Linked DNA regions of Bactrocera dorsalis: region 2 is linked to region 1. Evidence: chromatin contacts called from public Hi-C data. All regions are on one chromosome and are shown on one strand. Each heading gives the region's core, a stretch centred on a gene start, on an enhancer-like site or on the middle of the called end of the contact. The rest is flanking DNA. Distances are from core to core; before and after follow the strand shown. Region 1 holds the start of LOC105228860 (nuclear transcription factor Y subunit gamma). Region 2 holds the start of LOC105224299 (DENN domain-containing protein Crag).

What was found. A called contact is a pair of places that touch in the nucleus more often than the background predicts.
Region 2: a contact with region 1 is called in a Hi-C map of whole body, with 10 times the contacts expected there. The contact joins the promoter of LOC105224299 here to the promoter of LOC105228860 in region 1. A contact is called at or near these places in 2 of 2 Hi-C or Micro-C datasets (both in whole body).

The regions. Positions count from the first base shown.
Region 1 is chr4:55,899,806-55,903,045 of ASM2337382v1, reverse strand. LOC105228860 (nuclear transcription factor Y subunit gamma) reads left to right here and starts at 1,467. Exons shown (of 3, transcript XM_011208852.3): 1 at 1,467-2,614; 2 at 2,715-2,909; 3 at 2,972-3,240. The coding sequence starts at 1,631. LOC105228859 (probable dolichyl pyrophosphate Glc1Man9GlcNAc2 alpha-1,3-glucosyltransferase) reads right to left here and starts at 1,183. Exons shown (of 5, transcript XM_011208850.4): 1 at 1,013-1,183; 2 at 295-949; 3 at 1-238. The coding sequence starts at 1,080.
Region 2 is chr4:56,193,391-56,196,630 of ASM2337382v1, reverse strand. It overlaps LOC105224299 (DENN domain-containing protein Crag), which reads right to left and starts at 1,565. Exons shown (of 15, transcript XM_049455041.1): 1 at 1,235-1,565; 2 at 366-670; 3 at 1-304. The coding sequence starts at 666.

The DNA.
Region 1 (3,240 bases), core at 218-2,717:
TCAATATTGGTAACATAAAGAGCAACGTCAGTACAAATGTGGTGCGCGGCGTTATGTTAGGCAGGAATTGTGGTTCAAACTCTTGCACAAGCCCAGAAGTAGTTGAAGGTCCTGTTGTACTTGGAATGCGTAACAATTTGGCTGCAACTTTGTCGGCAGTATTATATAGGGCCCAGAAATTTGGCGCCCAATAAGCGTGTGTTAAGCCGCGTTTGAATGGAAATAGGCGACTAAAAACCTGAAAATAATTTGACTATAATTTTGTTTTACTTCTTGATAAATATAAATTCGCACCTGATCTATCTGATTATAGAATGGTCCGAAAGCGGCTACAATAGGTGTTAAACCCACTACTGCCAATTTAACTATACATATTATTGCATTCCTAGCACACTTAGAATCCAGGCAATAAAACTTGAGCAGATAAACTGCAAAAGCTGGTGCCATGTAGAGAAAAATATGCTTAAACATAAGTAATGTGGCAAATGTGAAGGCTGAGAGCAAATAACGTTCCTCCAGCAGAAAACTTATACTCAGCAAGAGTATACCAAATAAGAAACCATTATATTGGAAATGCATATGATCCACAAATAACAATCCAACGTTAAACAAAAGTAACATCGCAGCAGCAAATGATTGCGGCGATGATTGCGTTATTTTTAATGCACGTAGAGATCGTCGTACACCAAGAGCGAACACTAGATCCATAATTATCACCGAGCAACGTTGGAAATAAATTGTAGCCGTAGAAGCATAGTTGAGGTTTGTTACGACTACCATTTGCGGATCCACGAAGGATGCGGCATAAGATAGCAGCCATTCAAAATAGGCAAAGAAGGGTGGATAGTCAAGCGTCCAATTGCTAGTGTTTTCATAATACCATTTACTTATGGGTAATGAATGTGTTATAGCCAACCAATTCCGGTGTACTTCGAAATCTGTGGAGTGACTAAGATACAGTTGTTATAGTACATTGATATTTTATATTGAATAGCTTTTGACTTTGACTTACGGCGAAGGAATTAGCAATATTTTAACTGCGCTAGATAGAGCGAAAATCTTCCAGAAATGGCACTCCATTATTGGAGCCGCTGATCAGAAAAATTTTGGGCAGTTTGTTTCTACTTTGCCAACTAATACAAAAAACAAAGCCGGCTGATGTGGAGTTGTCATTTCCATTGATAACAGGTATGAAGCATTCACAATGAAGCAAATTAAACACATAAACATGTGTAAAAGTCATGTAAAATATAAAAACCAGAATGATCAGAGTACACACATTGCTGTTTATTGTTGCTGTAATATAAAGACTCCATTATTTTCCCAAAAAAATATTGCATTATAATATTTCTACAAACTAATCTCTTTTTTCTTAGATTTTAATAATTAAGTTTATCGATTTCTGTCTATCGATTACGTGGGTCTCGATGAACATTTATATGTGATTGACTAAATTAGGAAGAGGAAGCAAAGTAGTGAAACCAATAAAAAAGTGGAACACAACAGTGACTAGTTTGACGCCAAAATTTATTTTATTCACATTTTTTGCACATTTGCCATTATTAACGTGTAAAATATAATTCTAATTCATTAAAGTGCACTGTGCAGTGTTTAAATATCAGTTGAAATAATGTCGCACTCCTACTCCAACGCGCCGAGTAGTAGTGGCGGCTCTGTGTCAGTACCTGCCACTACCAGTGGTGGTCGGCATGGTAGTAGCAACAATCAAATAAATACCACCCATATCATATCATCTGCAACATATAGCATATCGGGTGATGTGGTAGTAACCAGCAGTAGTGCCCCCAACAATCCCAAAGAAAAGCAATCAACGAAGGCACAGCGCACGGCTGTTGTACGCAAACCCCCACCCACCATTGACAACTTCTGGCAGAATATTATGGCAGATGTGCGAGCGATACATCAAGTAGATGCCAAACATCAAGCATTACCATTGGCACGAATTAAAAAAATTATGAAATTAGATGAAAATGCTAGGATGATAGCGGCCGAGGCGCCACTCCTTTTTGCCAAAGCATGTGAGTACTTCATACAAGAGCTTACAATGCGTGCCTGGATACACACAGAAGAGAGCAAACGACGCACACTTCAACGATCAGATATTGCACAGGCTATAGCTAATTACGATCAATTTGATTTTCTGATTGATATTGTGCCGCGTGAAGATATAAAACCCAGTACCAGTAGTGGCCAGAAAAAGGACACGCAGCAACAGAGTACTAACGTGAATACTGTAAATAATACAACAGCTACAGCTGGAGCAAATGCTGTCATGACTGCAGGCACCGTGACTTTACCCGTTAAGATGGAAACAGCTGAAGGTGAAGTGTTGACTTTTGGCGCGCTCAATGCCGATACCTTAACCGCAGCGACTGCCCAACCACAACAGACACAGCAAGCGCATACCACTATGCATGCGCCCCAACAGTTACAAATAATACAGCAACCATCCGCGACACAACCACAACAGATGCAATACTTTATTGCCACACCGGAGGCTCTAAATGCAGCACACGGACAAAATGCGGCGCCACAGCCACAACTGCAGATCATACAGCAGCCGGCGCAACCGCAGTATTTTATAACTACTCATGTAAGTGAAAACATTTAGTTTTAAATAAAGTGAACAACAAACGTCATTCATAAATATATCGTTGAAACTCTTTTAATAACATGATTATTTTGATCATTAGCAACCACAACAGCTTATATTGACAGCAGGTCCAAATGGACAATTCACTGCCACACCTGCACCGGCCAATCCTGCGCAGCACCAGCAGGCGACAATTTTACAGAATTTGGCGCAACATCAACAGCACCAACAACAACCACAAATACAGTTGCTGCAGCAGGTGGTAACACCAACAGGCGAATTGACCAATGTGCCCGTAAGTTAAATGCATATCTCACACAGAATGGCTGCAACTTAACTCTTTCTGTTTGTTCTTAGATCGCTATCAACGCAAATCAATTGAATTTATTGCGTCTACAAATGCAACCGCAAGCAACACAGCAGCTACTGCAGCTAAATACCGCCAATGCCCCAGTCACTACCGCGCACAATGTAACCGCTGCTCAAGTGCAAGCTCAACAGCACCACGTTCAACAACAGCCGCAGCAGCAGCAACTTCATAATGCAAATGCTGGTGCTGCAAACATATTTATAAACGCAACACCACACATTGCTGCGGCACAACAACAACAACAGCAGCAGCAACA
Region 2 (3,240 bases), core at 316-2,815, 290 kb before region 1:
CTGATTAATTTCGGACGGTACATCGATTTTTTGTAGCATAAATACACATCACTGCCCATATAACCTCTATTGAGTGTTTTATAAATGAGACAGAATGCATGCGGTGGCCGTTCACCTTTACTTTGCACGATGACACATAAATCTGTGACGACAAGCTCGTTGCATGGCATATCGGGTCGTGCGCGGCGATAGGTGAGATAAATTTTCGAGGAAGAATTATTCACATTGGCTATGCGTCCACCCGGTGTTTCGGCGACGATTTCTGCGTCAGACATTATGCGTTCATGTCCATCATACAGCACACCTGCGATTAATTTTTTAATATCAGAAAAATATTAATTAGTTGAAAAATTTAATATATTTACCTATATCCACCAGAGGCGGTCGATCTTTGCCACGTTTATAATAAATATAACACTCAGTTGAACGCATAGAGCCATGATTGAGATTCGCAGGCAGTCCAGTGGGTGTTGTTTCCAACACCTCATAACCGTCGGGCACTTCTTCATCGAGTAACGGAAAATATACACCAATATCTGTTATAGGCTCAATGGTATTGGCAGCACGTAAATGCCCAGATTCGCTAAATATATTCTCCTGTAGCAATTGCGGTTGTTCTGGCATGCCAGCGACTACAAAATAGTCAGCAATCCGTTTCTCTTCCATTGCGCTGTAGATTATAAAATGTGTAAGAATAACAAAACTGATATCGGAATAAGTAACAATACAATGATTTTATATCTATAACAATTGCACTTTGTTTTCATTTGACGTTTTCATCGCCTTTGTTTTGGTCACTAACGAACACACAGCAACCACAATCCAATCAGATCTTGCTATGCCGTTCACAATAGTTGGCACAAAATGCATTCACTTGCAATTCGATGTTTATTGAGGCAATACACAGTTTTTTTTCTAGCACAACAACCTGTTCTGCCCACTTTAAGGAATCCTTCGATTTTACATTGAACAATATATATTTGTTAACGCCTTCCTTATTACTAGTTTTCTACAAGGAGCTGGTTTAAACAAGTTCGCCCTTGCAGCTTTGCACTGTCATATGAATCACCGCCCCGTCATTTCCTCTTCTAGTATTTCTACACTTACAGTCGGGGTCAAATTGCTATTAGCCTCATCGTAGGCCACCCGTTGAAAATGCGAATTTTACTTTGTGGCTCAGTTTACTTTTATTAACACACAATTCGTTTATGTATCGTTAAAAAACACAACTCACTTTAATTGATTTTGCTGGGTTTTGCAATTTATGATTCAATTTGCACATTAACCAGCCTGCTGCCTTTTACTTTTGCCTTGTACTCCTTTTTTCGTCGTGTGCTTCTAATAGAAAAATTTTCACAGCACTGCGTAAAATATGTCTTGGCCTTTTACACCAACATTGCTCACTTAAATACTGTTACAATTAATCACCAATGATAAATAAATGATTGAAAAATGAATATTTAAATATTCTAACGAAGAATAAAATTCAGAAATGCTTCACTATTGGAATTTATTTTCCTTTGCAAAATCCATTGGTTCGGTGACTGCCAAGTGAGTTGAGTGTTGCCAGCTGTAGCAATTCGTTTATGTCAAATAAAATATTTGACGTTTTAAGAAATATATTTGTAAGAAAAATATTTGTTATACATAAATTATAAATTTAATAACATTAGAAACAGCTACGAAATGGCATTTATTGATAAAATAATTGATATTAAATTGTAAAATAGTTATGACATATGTTGTAATCTTATAAGCTGTGGCAAGTCTAAAACGCGCAGCTGTCATTATATCAGTGTTGGTACAACAAGAAACTGTTATAAACTGTTCTAAACGTAATGTGTTTATGTTAGTGATAAAATTTGAAAACAATTTTTTTAAAAGGTAAGGCCCGCTTCGATATCTCAAAGAAAGGTCTTAAATTCACAATTTATTATGGGAGTGTGGAAAAAGTAATTTATTATCATTATAATACAAAATGACAGCTTCTGGGTCTTACTCTACCAATTGAAGAATGTTTTTCGGACCTTGAACTATACAATGAAAATCCGAGACCCACCTGACGCTCTAATTATAAAATTCTCTTTCCTCTACATTACATACATATATTTTTCGAAACTATATGAAACATTTCTTGAATATACATACATACATATGTACATACATATGTATGTAACTATCCTTATAAATGATTTCCGTTTTTTGGGAAATAGACACGACAGTTCAATTCCGTTATCCTGCAATAATTACCAAAATTTGAGGATTGGTTTTGCTTTTGGTTGCTGAGGTCCAACAGGTTGATTCATTTATTATCTAAGTTCTGGTCTAAACTGGACAAAATTTGATTTCTTACTCCTGTTTCTAGTTTTTTTATATCCTGAATAATAAATATTATATTTGTAGCACCTAGAACCTTATATCGTCTATAAAATGATTAGCGTGACGAAGTGAAACGATTGAGCTGTGTCCGTCTGTCTGTATATACCGGAACAAATCTTCCAGTTTTTGAGATATCGAACTGATATATTGCACATACTATGCTCTTTCCCCAAGAAGCTGTTGCTCAGAACAGCCGAAATCGGAAAGCTATAGCATTCAGGGTTTGTCTGAAAAGTAGTGGGGCTGAGTCAATTTAAAAAAATGTATTGAACCAATTGTTACAATTCTTTAAAAACTTTTAAAATAGGCTCCTTCTTCGTCGATTGCGGCGATTTCAAATCATTGAAGGCCTCACGGAAAGCATTCTCCGTTATAGCCCTGAGAGTTGAGGTGCATGCTGCTTGGATCCCGTTTGTCGTCTCAAAATGCTTGCCTTTCATCGGCCTTTTTAGGCGAGGAAACAAAAAAAGTCCGGGTGGCCTCATCTGGGCTGTAGAGCGGCTGCGAAAGCATTGGGATGCCGGACTTTGGTTAGGTAGCTGTTCACAAGAAAGAGGGTGTGAGCCGGGGCATTGTCGTGGTGCAACTTCCAATCGGCAGCGATGTCTTGTCGGTCCTGATTGACCTTTCGTAAGAGTTTCTTGAGGACTTCCACGTAAACGGCGTTGACGTTGACGGTTTATCCAGGAGAATCAAATTCATGGCGGACGAAGCTTTTGATGTCAAAAAAGACAATGAGCATCGTTTTCACTTTGGATTTGCTCAGGTCTTCGTTAGCAACCTTTTCCCGGCCCTCCAAAAAGGCCTTGGTAAGCCTGCTTGATTATATTAAACGCTTCTGTCGCAGATTTACCGAGTCTC